Linked DNA regions of Callithrix jacchus: region 1 is linked to region 2. Evidence: chromatin contacts called from public Hi-C data. All regions are on one chromosome and are shown on one strand. The core of a region is the stretch at or near the end of the contact, and the rest is flanking DNA. Distances in the headings are between cores, read along the strand shown. Region 1 holds the start of CCDC28A (coiled-coil domain containing 28A). Region 2 overlaps NHSL1 (NHS like 1).

Region 1 (6,716 bases), core at 1,209-3,708, 350 kb before region 2:
AATGGCATTTTTTTTGGCATTGACAACCTGAGTACAGTGGGCACTAAAAGACTTAGGACTCCTCCTCTTCACTTTCCGCTCTTCCATTGTTTTAAGTTCCTTATTGCACCACGGCCAGCTTCTTAAGACCTAAGTAAGGAAATACAACGATTATATATGTATACTATACTATACAAACATGTAAGAAACTCAAAGACCCATTTCACAGGTCAAAAGAGGATCAAGAATTCCAGAGGGCACAAGATGTTAGAAAATGGGTCTCTTAAGTTTACTCTACTATGTACCCATAAGCTGCCAGCAAAATTGTCTGGTAGACAAGTTTTTTGTTTGTTTGCTTTTGCCATTTCTTTATTCCCTCATCTTACAAATACTTACTAATTCTCTTCCACAAGCCAGACCTATTGTGGGTACTGGGGAGAGGGCACTGAACAAAACAAAGTCCTTGCCCTCAAGAAGCTTACATTTTACAAGGGGAACAATATATAAACAATAAACAAATGATTCACATAATATTCCCAGCCTGATTCAAGCTTCAGATAGCCTTTAGGTCTCTCTCCCAAAATGTATGCTCAAGAAGAACCAACTAGATTCAAACAGACGTAAAATTGTCAGGGGGATTTTGCTAGCATTTTAAAAAGCAACTAGAAGCCTTAGTTCAACTACTAAACAGAAACTCAGTTTCTAGCTAGCGCTAATACTGATTCTAGTTGGGTAATCAAGTGAAGTTCTAGAAAATCAAACTTGTTCCTTGCCTATTTTGAATATGCCTTCTCTAACCATTTCCAAACAAACATGAATTTTATGATATATATTTGGTTTTGTCCATATTAAAAAAGTTAACAATGTGAAGTTATGCAGGGCCCTTTCATGGGGAATATGTGTAAGGCCTCCTGTTTATCCTTATATAGTCCCCTTACTTTATGTATTAATCAGCTCTATTTTTCTAACATCCATCTATTTTTAAATACCCTTCCAGATTTTATTTGTGCATAATGTTAAATTTTTCTTCATTATTTCATGTAACATAAGATGAAGAATTTATATGGCTATCTACCTCATCAGACTGTAAATTGTCTAAAGAAACATTGGCTGTATTTTGCATGTTGTGTTTCATTTAAGCATGCCATGACCATTCAAAAAGATTCAAACACATTGCTGTCGCTTACAATAATTATTTGAGAAATTTAATGAAAATAGTTTTTTTTTTTTTGCTTTTGCCTGGACTTAGCGCCACTGGCACTGGAATTGAAACCACTGACCTTAAATTGGCTGACGCTAGACAATCACAACTGCAGCTACAATACCCCCAAAGAAGAGCTTTCTGGGAAAGGCTCCAATGCCCAGTCTCTAATCCCAGATACCAATTGTAAATCCACTTAAACCTTGGTTAACAATTTTTCTTTTAAGGAGCATTTTTGGGTCGGGAGCGGTGGCTCACGCCTGTAATTCCAGCACTTTGGGGGACTGAGGCGGGCGGATCATGAGGTCAGGATATCGAGACCATCCTGGCCAACATGGTGAAACCCCGTCTCTACTAAAATACAAAAAATTAGCCAGGTTTGGTGGTGCATGCCTGTAGTCCTAGCTATTTAGAAGACTGAGGCTGGGGAATCGCTTGAACCAGGGAGGCGGAGATTGCAGTGAGCCGAGATCACGCCACTGCACTCCAGCCTGGCGACAGAGCGAGACTCCGTCTCAGGAAAAAAACAAAACATAACAAAATTAAAAAGAAAAAAAAAACCCACACACTTTTGGAAGCAGAACAGTAATTCTGGGGTTGTCCCAACATGAAGCACAAATTAAATAGAACTTTGAAAGATGACTGAATAGAGACGATGGGTTATTAGTTCTCTGAAGAGTCAAGGATCTGTAAAAACTTAAGATACGCATAAACACGCTGGCCTGAAATTTAACGATGTTAATACACACTTGGTGGTAGAAGAAAAAAAATCTAGGAAGTAAAGCAAACTAATGTTGCTCTAAACCACAATGTTCTGGGGAGCCAGCACTCCCGATTTACTCGTTTTTGGAAAGTCACATCTGTCACAAGAGCACCGAAACCCTTCTTGTATATTAAACAGCAAAGAATTTTTTAAAGAAGGCTTAAGTAAACTGCTCACAGTTACTTATTCACACGTTGGTTTTAAGTGCCAGATCTTGCCTCCAAGCAGGACCACTGGGAATCCCCCTTGACATCACTTCATTCCCCTTCCCCAATCTGCCGAAGCGATGACTCTTCACCGCCGGGTACCCGGCAGTGACCACAGCGGTGGGAAAGGCCTAAAGGGGCAAGTTGCGTAAGTTTCTTTGCTTCCACTACATACCTGAAGAAGAAGGGGATTGGGGCCCCCTTCCGCAACCCGCAAAGACCCGACAGCTTCAGACGCCACCGCAGCAGCCCCAGGTAGGGTCCCGATCACATCCCGGTACCCGCGCCTCCGCAGCTCCCTTTGTTTACGGAAGTGACGTGAGAAGGAGGAGCCTCCATGCCCCAGGCGGAAGCCCCGCCTTTTCCTACTCCCCCATCGTCGCTTGTGTCTCCGCCCTTGGCATTTCATTGCTTCTCCTGTCCTGCCTTCAGCTGTAACTCCGGCGCGCATAGAAAGGAAGACTCATGGTTGGGAGTGTCCTTCTAGTCTCTGTGACCCAGAAGCAAGACGCAATAAACGGGTGCAGTGGAGGTAGAAACGGGAAATGCAGTACCCTTCCCGGAAGCTACTCCGCCCCTCGGTGAGTGTCAGATCCCATGAACTACAATTCCCAGAATGCTGTTCGAGCAAACCGGAAGGCAGAACCAGAGTGTCGCCTTTCAACTGTTCCATGATTGTTTTCCATTGGTTGCCCGGAATTCTCGCGGCTAAACTAACTTAGGCTCCAAGGCAGTGGGAAAAGTGTGATTCTGTTCAGCGACCGTGATGCTGAGCCCCTAAATGAGAGTCTGCTATCACTATTAATAGCTGCTCTGGTCGGGCCCTAGACTTAACGTTATATCTAAACCTCTCTAGAATTTTATAGGTAGGTGTTATAATCCCCGTTTTAGAAATGGGGAATTTGAGGCTGAGAAAGTCTCATTGATGCAGGTGTCTTCTCTGTCGCCAAAGACAGTTCTACTTCCATTATGCTTACAGCCTCTGGAAAAGGAATTGCAGGCTGAGAGAAAGAGCTCTATCTTAAAGGAGGGAAGAAATCCACGTTTCATTGCCTGGTCTGGGTTGCCGTCCCGGTGTGGGAGTGGGAGGTGGGAAGGTTTTAGATTTACAGGGCCTTGGATTGAAGAGACTGAAGGAACACCACATATTCCCCCCGCATTAGCTAATGGGAAACTGTATCTTGAGATTGTATCCATGCTAGAAAAGGCAGAGCAAAGACAACTCCAGTCTCCTGGCTTCTAGGATAGGGTGTTCTTCTACCACCCGCGAATTTTTTTTTTAATCTGAAATGTTTTAAAAAGAAAAGCACAGAGTGAACACTTACCCACTATCCAGAACGAACAGATTTATGAATGAAAGAAATAGAGCATTACAGATAAGGCAGGTGTCCCATATTCTCAGTTCCACTCTACCACCCTGAGAGGCAACCAGGATCATGAATTTGATACGTATCTTGCCAATCTAGGTTTCTATACTTAAACTATTATTATGTCTTATAAATGATATGTAGAATGGTTTTGGGCATTCGAAGTTTTACACGAATGCTATTATATTTTGTGTATTGATCTGCAATTTGATTTTTTTTTACCCAACTCTGTTTTTGAGATCTAGCCATATTGATAAATATAGCTAGACTTAATCAAATAAGTTTGCCACAAATTATTTGGGAATACCCATAGAGATGGATGTTAGGTTGTTTCCCATTTTTCCCCACTAAGCATACTACTGTAAAGTCTTCTCGGTGTCTTTTCCCAGTTTCTCCTTTTAATTAATCTCGAATTGTCTTACTTGTATGAACAGAGCTTGCAACTGGTGATTCACATGCTACTTTTTTTCCAATTGGTTGCTAACAGTTAAAATTGAAAGAATAAAAAAATGGATCTGTGGCATCTCATGAGTTAATGGGAAGATCTGACCACATTATATCTGCATTGTAGCCTGGCAACAATGGTTCAAGCTGAAAAGCATCTGCCTCCTTTAGATCAGTTCAAGTGCTATAATTTTTCTTTGCCTTTAGTACCCATCTGAGCCCTGTAGCATTTGTGTTTACAATCTGCAAATGATGTAGGGACACAGGAAAGTACCCTTCTAAATGTACATATTTCAGATATTCAGAAATAGGTATTCAGGTTTTGAATACCTATTTTTTTAACCTATATTAGCTAGACCCTGTGATAGGAAGTTAGGATGCATCTATCAACAAAAGGTACAAGAACTTCATAGTCAGAGATCTTATATTTCTGATATAAGAGACTGACAATAAAGTAGTAAACAAATAAAATAATGTAGTGAGATAAGAGTCCTGAAGTAACAGCTTAAGGTCAAAAGGAGTTTGTATTGAAGAAGTATGAGGGAAGGCCTTCCCAAAAGTGCAGCTTTGAGGTAGAGATAAGAATGAAGTGTATGAGCCAGCAATGGAATGATCTGAAGGAAAAGCATCCTTGCGTGCCAGGCACAGTGGCTTATGCCTGTAATCCAGCACTTTGGGAGGCTGAGGCAGACAAATAGCTTAAACCCAGGAGTTGAGACCAGACTAGGCAACATGGCAAAACCTTGTCTTTACAAAAAATAGAAAAATTAGCTGGGCTTAGTGATGCAGGCCTGTAGTCTCAGCTACTTGGGAGGCTCAGGTGGGAGGACTGCCTGAACCCAGGAGATCAAAGCTCAGTGAGCCCAGTGAGCTATGATCATGTCACTGTGCTCCAGTCTGAGTTACAAAATGAGACCTTATCACAAGAAGAAAAGAAAAGAAAAAAAGAGAAAAGCATCCTTGAATAAAACATATGGTACAAATGCAAGCTGTCAGGCAAAATGAACTTTAGCATGCTTGAGGAAGCAGAAGGTTAGTGTGGTGGGATTGTACTGAACTAGGCACAGGGTGACGTGAGTTAGAGTTGTTGTAGAGGTAAATTTCAAGTGTGATTTCTTCAATCTAAAATCTAGAGTTCCTCCCTGAAAGAAGTGATCTTTCAGATTTTCTAGATTTCCTTTAATTCCTTTAAACTGCAAACATTCGTCCTTTAGATTAACTGTTAAATGCATACCTTGTATAAATTACTCCAATCAGATACTTTCTTCCTAAGGATGATATTTAGAATGGGAGCTTTGATTAAAAAGCCCCTTCCCCTGCCTCCCAGTACTAATATATCCTATAGTATAGGTAGGTAAGGAGGAGTACTATTGGAGAATTTCCTAGTAATGACAGTAGAGAGCCATTGAGAGAAAAATCTGCTGGGGGCCCAGAAATCTTTATTTTAAAACAATATATTTTTTTCTTATGGCAAATTTCAAACATATATACTGAGGAAGACAGAAGAATATAATGAACCTATCATCCAGCCATTAACCCCTGGCCAATGATGTCACTTATCCTTGATATCAGGGATGCTGACTGTGACCCTTTGTGAAATGGAATTTTTGTTCTGTTATTTCTTAGGGTGCTATGAAGATAAGAAAAGACACAGGGATTTTAGAAGAAAATTATAACAATGTATACTTACCAATTTCTGATATAATCTCAGGTGATTCACATGGACACACGTAAACACACCCACAAGTGCAGCTAGAAGTAAATCATGCAGACACTGTCATTGTCCTTGTACATTGTATATACAATGCATTTGTGTGCTTTGGTCAAAAAACTGTGATTCCTAGTCTTGCAAAGCTGTGTGTAGTTAGATAATGTGATGACCTGTAATGTTTATCTGATAAATATGTATTCACATGAAACCTGTAAAAAAAAAATGCCCCTCTCCTGATATTTTTTCCTCTCTAGTATTATTTTGAAGTAATCTCAGATATAATTTAATCCCTGCTATTTTAATATAGATTGCTAAAAGATTAAAACTTTTAAAGATTTCACCACAATGCCTTTATTATTCCTAACCAGTAACAGTTGATTAATGTTATTAAATATGCAGTATATATTCAAATTTCCATTGGAATCAAAAGTGTCATAACTTTTTTTTTTTTGACACAAAGTCTCGCTCTGTCACTATAGCTGGAGTGTGCAGTGGTATGATGTCGGTTCATTGCAACCTCTGCCTCCTGGGTTCGAGTGATACTCCTGCCTCAGCCTCCTGAGCAGCTGGGATTACAGGCTTGCACCACCACACCGGCTGATTTTTGTATTTTTAGTAGAGACGGGGTTTCACCATGTCTGTTAGGCTGGTCTCGAACTCCTGACCTCATGATCTGCCCACCTCAGCCTCCCAAAGTGCTGGGATTACAGGCGTGAGCCACCGTGCCCAGCCATCATAAGCTTTTTCACATTTTATTTGAGTCAGGAACCTCTCTGTAAGGTCCTCAGGTGACGAATGGGTTTGGAAGCCTCTGTTGTGCAGCCTCATTTGTTGAGCTACAAACATGCATTGTCCTTTCCCTTGAGAAAGTTAGGGTGCTCTGAAAGCAGGGGTCCCTAGACCCCCACTGTAGACTGGGACGGGTCCGTGGCCTGTTAGGAACTGGGCCACACAGCAGGAGGTGAGTGGCCAGTGACTGAGCGTTACTACTTGAGCTACCACCTGCTGTCAAATCAGCCGTGGCATGAGATTCTCCTAGGAATCC
Region 2 (6,067 bases), core at 3,109-5,608:
AACAGATCTAATAATGATGAAAAAGTTTGGAATATTGCAAGGATTACCAAAATGTGACACAGAGACACACAGTAAGCACGTTAGAAAAATGGCACCAATGGACTTGCTCAACACAGGGTTGCCACAAACCTTCGATTTGTAATAAAGCCACAATTATCTGCAATACACAATAAAGCTAAGCACAATAAAACATGCCTCTATAGCACTCATCTGTTTCCCATCATATTATGAAACTTTTTATACTGTGAAAATATTGGAGAGTCTGTTTTGGGAATAGAATTTTGGTGGTCCTTGTGATAAGATATATTAGTTTCTCATATGCTTTTTAAGGTCTTTAGGAAATATTTTTATTTTAATAAGAAAGTTATACTTAGCTGTAGAGGATAATAAAATAGCTATGTTTCTATTTTTTTTTTTTTTTTTAGATGCCTAGAATGGTTTCACATTTAAAACTGCTACCCAAAAGTATCAGGATTTTGTTTATGGTACTTAAAGATGGTTAAAAATCTACCACTAACGCCATGCAAATACTAGTACAATTTTGCAAGAAAAAAATGTATTTGTTTGTATGAGTTTAATTCCAGACATTCAAAACCCACTGTTGAATGGAATGAGGTATTTTGAGTGTTTGGAATTGAATTTGTATAAACTGATAGACCAATACCAGTCGACCTCCTATCTTCTAAGTTACTAAATGGCAAAACTTTGCACCTCTTGAAAGTGGGTTTTTCTTCTATTCCTGCCCTTTTGCCCACTTTCCCTCTCTGTGAGGGACAGCCTTGCGTGTGTTTGTGTGTGTGTCTGTGTGTCTTCAGCGAGTTGGTACTGGAAAGACGGTAGAGAGAGGAAACAGATCATCTTTTCTAAAAATATACATATAACAATGCCTCTCCATCACAGTGAAGGAGAAGGCTTTATGCCAGGCACCTTCCTTCCAGGGTGCCATCTTCTCCTTTGAGGTTGATAAAAGCACATTGCTGTCATTTAAGTACTACCCTCTGCTATCTGAGTGAGCAAAAGGCGTTCTATATTCAGTCCCTGTCCTGGTTAGATTATGCGTCAGGAGCTTAGGAATCCCATCACTCCTAGGGTCACTCCCAGGTGTCCACTGACGCAGAGGGTTGTGCTTGAGTCACATTGCTCGGCAAAGCCCTTGTTGAGATAGATGTTCTTGGGTCTTTGTTGGATGGAGATAACATGGGAAAGCTGTTGTTTCACTACTGTTTTTAAAGATTTGATTTGTCTTGAGGATTGACTTTTTTTCTCAGTATACTTTGGGTAAGTTCTTGTCTTTGTGATTTTTTTTTTTCTTGTAAGCTCTGTTCTTTCTGGGGTAGCTTGAAATCTAACACTTTATCTACACTTAAGGTTTACCTCGTCCATGTCCCTCTCTGTTGGCCCTTTCTTGTGTTTCTTTCTTTTTGTCTTTTTTTTTTTTTTTAACATACTATTCTCTGTTTGGTTGTAAAACTCAAACGAATAAATCACCCTAATTTGAGGAAATGTTCACTGGATCAGTTCCTGCCGGTTTCCCCCACCAGAACACAACAGATTGCTTTTGAATTTTGAATGTCACCAACAGACAGAGAATGGCTTCAGATGGATAATGAAATGTTTGGAACACAGATGGGCCTGCAAATCAATTTTCTTTGCCTTAGAATTTCCTTCTGACATAAAGAATTAATGTAATTAACACTGTTTTATACCAGTACCCCTCAAACATGGTACCTCTGTGGCCCTATTGTTCAATTACCACATTCATCTGCCTTTGGGAAAGATGCGTCACTGCCTGATAGACGCTCTGTGCAGAGTCACCCACTGGGCAAAAGGCTACCTTGAAGACTTTATGGCAAGGTGGTTATTTAAAAGTAAATCCTCCTCTGAGCCCTCAGCAGCCTTGATCTTCAAGGATTGCCTGAGAATTCCATATGCAGCACTTAAGCCACAGGAGGACTGGAAGTACAAATTAAGAGAAGTACCTGAAATTTATGACAAGGATTTTTATTTTAGAGCTATCAGTAACTTTAAATTTAGGTACCTACAGGAGAAAGGAAATTAAATAGAAAAAAAATTTTTATATTTTGTCAGAGGGGATGAGGGTACAGGTGATGAACTATGGATTTTATTTTCAGGTAACAAGCCTCTTTTTGCTCTATCTCCAGCATCGGGCATTAGCCAAGATGATGTTGGTGGCCACTCGGTATACACCCCCGATCACTACTCGACGCTGGGAAAGTTTGATAGCTATCGGTCTGCTGGGCAGCGCTCAGAAACCAGGGACTCCAGCTGTCAGACGGAGGAAGTGAAGGTCGTACCACCTTCCATGAGGAGAATCAGGGCACAGAAGGGACAAGGCATTGCTGCCCAGATGGGCCACTTCTCAGGTTCCTCTGGCAACATGTCTGTGCTGAGCGATTCTGCAGGGATTGTATTCCCTTCCCGCCTCAACAGTGATGCTGGCTTCCACAGTCTTCCGCGTTCTGGAGCAAGGGCGAACATTCAGTCTCTTGAGCCGAGGCTGGGTCCCCTGGGCCCCGCAGGAGACATGGATGGTACTTTCCCCTACCAGAGAGGTCACCCACAAGCAGATGAAAACTCAGGCCATTTAGGAGGTGCCTCAAGGACTGGAACACTTATGAGACCCAAATCCCAGGAGCTAAGGCATTTTGAGAGTGAAAATGTCACGAGCCCAGCATGTGTGGTTTCTCCTCATGCGGCCTACTCCACCAGCATCATCCCAAATGCCAAACTGTCTTCCTCTTCCGAGGTTATCGCTATTCACACTGCTCAGAGCGCAGGGCAGCTGGAAAGTAGAAGTTCCAGCTCATTGCATGCAAAGATAAAATCCAGAGACCACCTCATCTCCAGGCATGCTGTGAGAGATGATCATCAGTCTCCCAGTCGCCACTGGAATGAGGGTCACACCACCATGCTTTCACAGGCCTTAGACCCTCAGTCCTCTGGTGCACCCACACTGTTGTCCCTCTGTGACTCGGCAGTCTCTCTAAATGCTCCAGCAAATAGGGAGAATGGGTCCCAAGCCATGCCATATAATTGTAGAAACAACCTGGCCTTCCCAGCCCACCCCCAAGATGTGGATGGCAAGAGTGAATCTAGTTATTCAGGGGGTGGAGGACACAGCAGCTTGGAGCCCTGGGAATACAAAGCCTCAGGTAATGGAAGGGCATCACCCCTGAAGCCACATTTAGCAACTCCTGGCTACTCCACTCCCACAAGTAACATGAGCAGCTGCAGTTTGGACCAAACATCCAACAAAGAGGATGCTGGGTCACTGTATTCTGAGGACCACGATGGCTACTGCACATCTCTGCATGCTGACTCTGGACATGGATCTGGGAATCTGTGCAATAGCAGCGATGGCTTTGGGAACCCCAGGCACAGTGTGGTCAATGTTTTTGATGGAAGAGCTCAGAAAAACCAGGGGGACCGATCCAATTACCAGGATAAATCCCTGTCAAGAAGCATCTCTTTGAAAAAAGCAAAGAAGCCTCCCCTGCCACCTTCCCGGACAGACTCCCTCCGCAGGATTCCCAAGAAGAGCAGCCAGTCCAACGGGCAGGTGCTTAGCGAGAGCCTGATCGCCACACTCCAGCATTCGCTGCAGCTGAGCCTCCCAGGCAAGGGTGGCAGCTCGCCATCCCAGAGCCCCTGCAGTGACTTGGAAGAGCCCTGGCTGCCCCGCTCCCGGAGCCAGAGCACAGTCAGTGCTGGCAGCAGCATGACGTCTGCCACCACCCCCAATGTCTACTCCCTGTGTGGGGTCACACCATCGCAGAGTGACACGAGCAGCGTCAAGTCAGAGTACACAGACCCCTGGGGTTACTACATTGACTACACGGGCATGCAGGAAGATCCGGGGAACCCAGCAGGGGGCTGTTCAGCCAGCAACGGGGCGCCCACTGGGAACGGGCCAGTCCGCCATGTCCAAGAAGGGTCCAGAGCCACAATGCCCCAAGTGCCCAGTGCTTCAGTCAAACCAAAGATCATGTCACCGGAGAAGTCACACAGAGTGATTTCTCCATCCAGTGGGTATTCCAGCCAGTCAAATACACCCACAGCACTCACCCCTGTGCCTTTGTTTTTAAAATCAATGTCACCAGCAAATGGGAAGGGGAAGCCCAAGCCCAAGGTACCAGAAAGGAAGTCCTCTCTGATATCTTCAATATCCACTTCGTCGTCGTCCACTTCTCTTTCCTCTAACACTTCTAACGAAGGGAGTGGCACTGTGAAGAAGCTGGATCCAGCTGTGGGCTCTCCCCTGGTTCCTCCTCCTCCTGTTCCCTCTCCTCCATCCCCTTGTCCTGCAGACAGGTCTCCTTTCTTTCCTCCTCCACCTCCTGTTGCAGACTGTTCCCAGGGCCCTCCTCTGCCTCACTCTCCTGTGTTCCCCCCTCCGCCGCCAGAAGCTCTCACTGCTTTCTGCTCCCTACCTGATTGGTGCCTTTCTCCTCCCCCCACTGCACTGAGCCCCCTTCTTCCAGATTCAACTGTGTCCTTGCCATTACCCCCACCTTTCTTACCTTCCTCAGAGCCCCCACCCGCCCCACCTCTTGACCCCAAATTCATGAAAGACACCAGGCCTTCTTTCACAAATTCTGGCCAGCCAGAGTCCTCCCAGGGATTCTTGAGGCCGCCTTCTACCAAGGAGGAGACCAGCAGGCCCCCGATGCCCCTGATAACCACAGAAGCATTGCAAATGGTGCAGTTGAGGCCCGTGAGAAAGAACTTGGGTGCCGAGGCAGCACCGTTGTCTGAACAAGCAGCTCGGGAACAACGAACTCCGGTCGCTCCACAGTACCACTTAAAGCCATCTGCTTTCCTGAAATCCCGAAATAGCACAAATGAAATGGAGAGTGAAAGCCAGTCTGCCTCTGTGACAAGCTTGCTTCCAACGCCTGCCAAGAGCTCGAGTCAGGGTGACCATGGCAGTGTGGCCGAGCACAGCAGCCTTGGAGCTCCGAGCGCTGGGGAGGCAGAGGCTCGGCCCAGCCCCAGCACCACCCCACTCCCAGACTCTTCACCCAGCAGGAAGCCACCCCCCATTTCCAAGAAGCCCAAACTGTTCCTGGTGGTACCACCTCCGCAGAAAGATTTTGCAGTGGAGCCCGCAGAGAACGTGAGCGAAGCCCTCCGAGCCGCGCCCAGCCCCACGAGGGGAGAGGAAGACTCTGTGTATGGCAAAGAGGCAAAAGAGAGTTCTGCAGCCCAAGCTGGCTCTCATGCCACGCACCCTGGCACCTCGGTTCTTAAGGGAGGAGCTGCAGGATCCGTGTCCCCCGACAGAGTGGAAGCCAATGTCCCCATGGTACAGCCCAATGTCTCACCGGCTCCCAAGCAGGAAGAGCCAGCCGAGAACAGTGCAGATGCTGGGGGCGATGGGGAGAGCTGCCTGTCTCAACAGGACGGAGCAGGTGAGTCTGGCTTCCTGGCTTCTCTCTCCTGTGCCCTCTGCCCATATGCAGCTGAACCAGATAGAGTTGTTGAATGCTCACATGTAGAAAGAACCCAGGTAGATCAAAGTCATGTGAAAACTAGCAGTATGTGGGCTTCCTGTGCTAAAACAGGTTAAGTTACCAGCTTTGCATTTTGTTATTATTTTTAATATCTAGACCTAAAGGAATGGCAGAAAATAGGGGCATGGAGATAATCTGCAGCAGGCTGGGTATTAAATAGCAGTGGGTAACACCTCCCAAGAACCGTTGCAACAAAATTTAAGAGAGATGCCCTAGGCGTTCTATACTTTAACAAAGAATGAGCTCTGGCTCTCAGGCTAGTGTCATTTTTCCCCGTCTTTGTAAACTATCAAACTACAGACCCACGGCATCTCCCTGTGGTTCTCACATTGTCAGGAATGGCAGGGAAGCAGCATATTTAGAAGCTTGGCTGCGGACTGAAATTGTAGTCACTTGAGCGTCTTGCGTGCCTGCCTGCTTTTCCATAGCTGGGGTACCGGAGGCCAGTGCAGCCTGTTCATCCTCGGAGGCCTGTGACTTCCTCAAGGACGACGGGAGTGATGAGGTGATGACCCCCAGTCGGCCCAGGACCA

The links. Hi-C and Micro-C count contacts between places; a contact is called where the count stands out from the background.
Region 1: a Hi-C map of skeletal muscle shows a contact between it and region 2, with 6 times the contacts expected there. The contact joins the promoter of CCDC28A here to the enhancer-like site in region 2. A contact is called at or near these places in 3 of 3 Hi-C or Micro-C datasets (induced pluripotent stem cells and skeletal muscle).

The regions. Positions count from the first base shown.
Region 1 is chr4:145,550,598-145,557,313 of calJac240_pri, reverse strand. CCDC28A (coiled-coil domain containing 28A) reads right to left here and starts at 2,458. Exons shown (of 6, transcript XM_002806733.6): 1 at 2,325-2,458; 2 at 1-129. The coding sequence starts at 87. It overlaps LOC108591313 (a long non-coding RNA gene), which reads left to right and starts at 2,494. Exons shown (of 3, transcript XR_013534580.1): 1 at 2,494-2,730.
Region 2 is chr4:145,201,817-145,207,883 of calJac240_pri, reverse strand. NHSL1 (NHS like 1) reads left to right here. Exons shown (of 8, transcript XM_008995154.5): 6 at 2,163-5,432; 7 at 5,963-6,067. Among named protein-coding and RNA genes, the nearest start is that of HEBP2, 29 kb to the right of the region's middle. Within about 2 kb of position 4,358, at least 3 of the 16 cell types and tissues checked have an H3K27ac peak or open chromatin away from gene starts, as enhancers often do. A contact at or near this core is called in skeletal muscle, where this site is marked.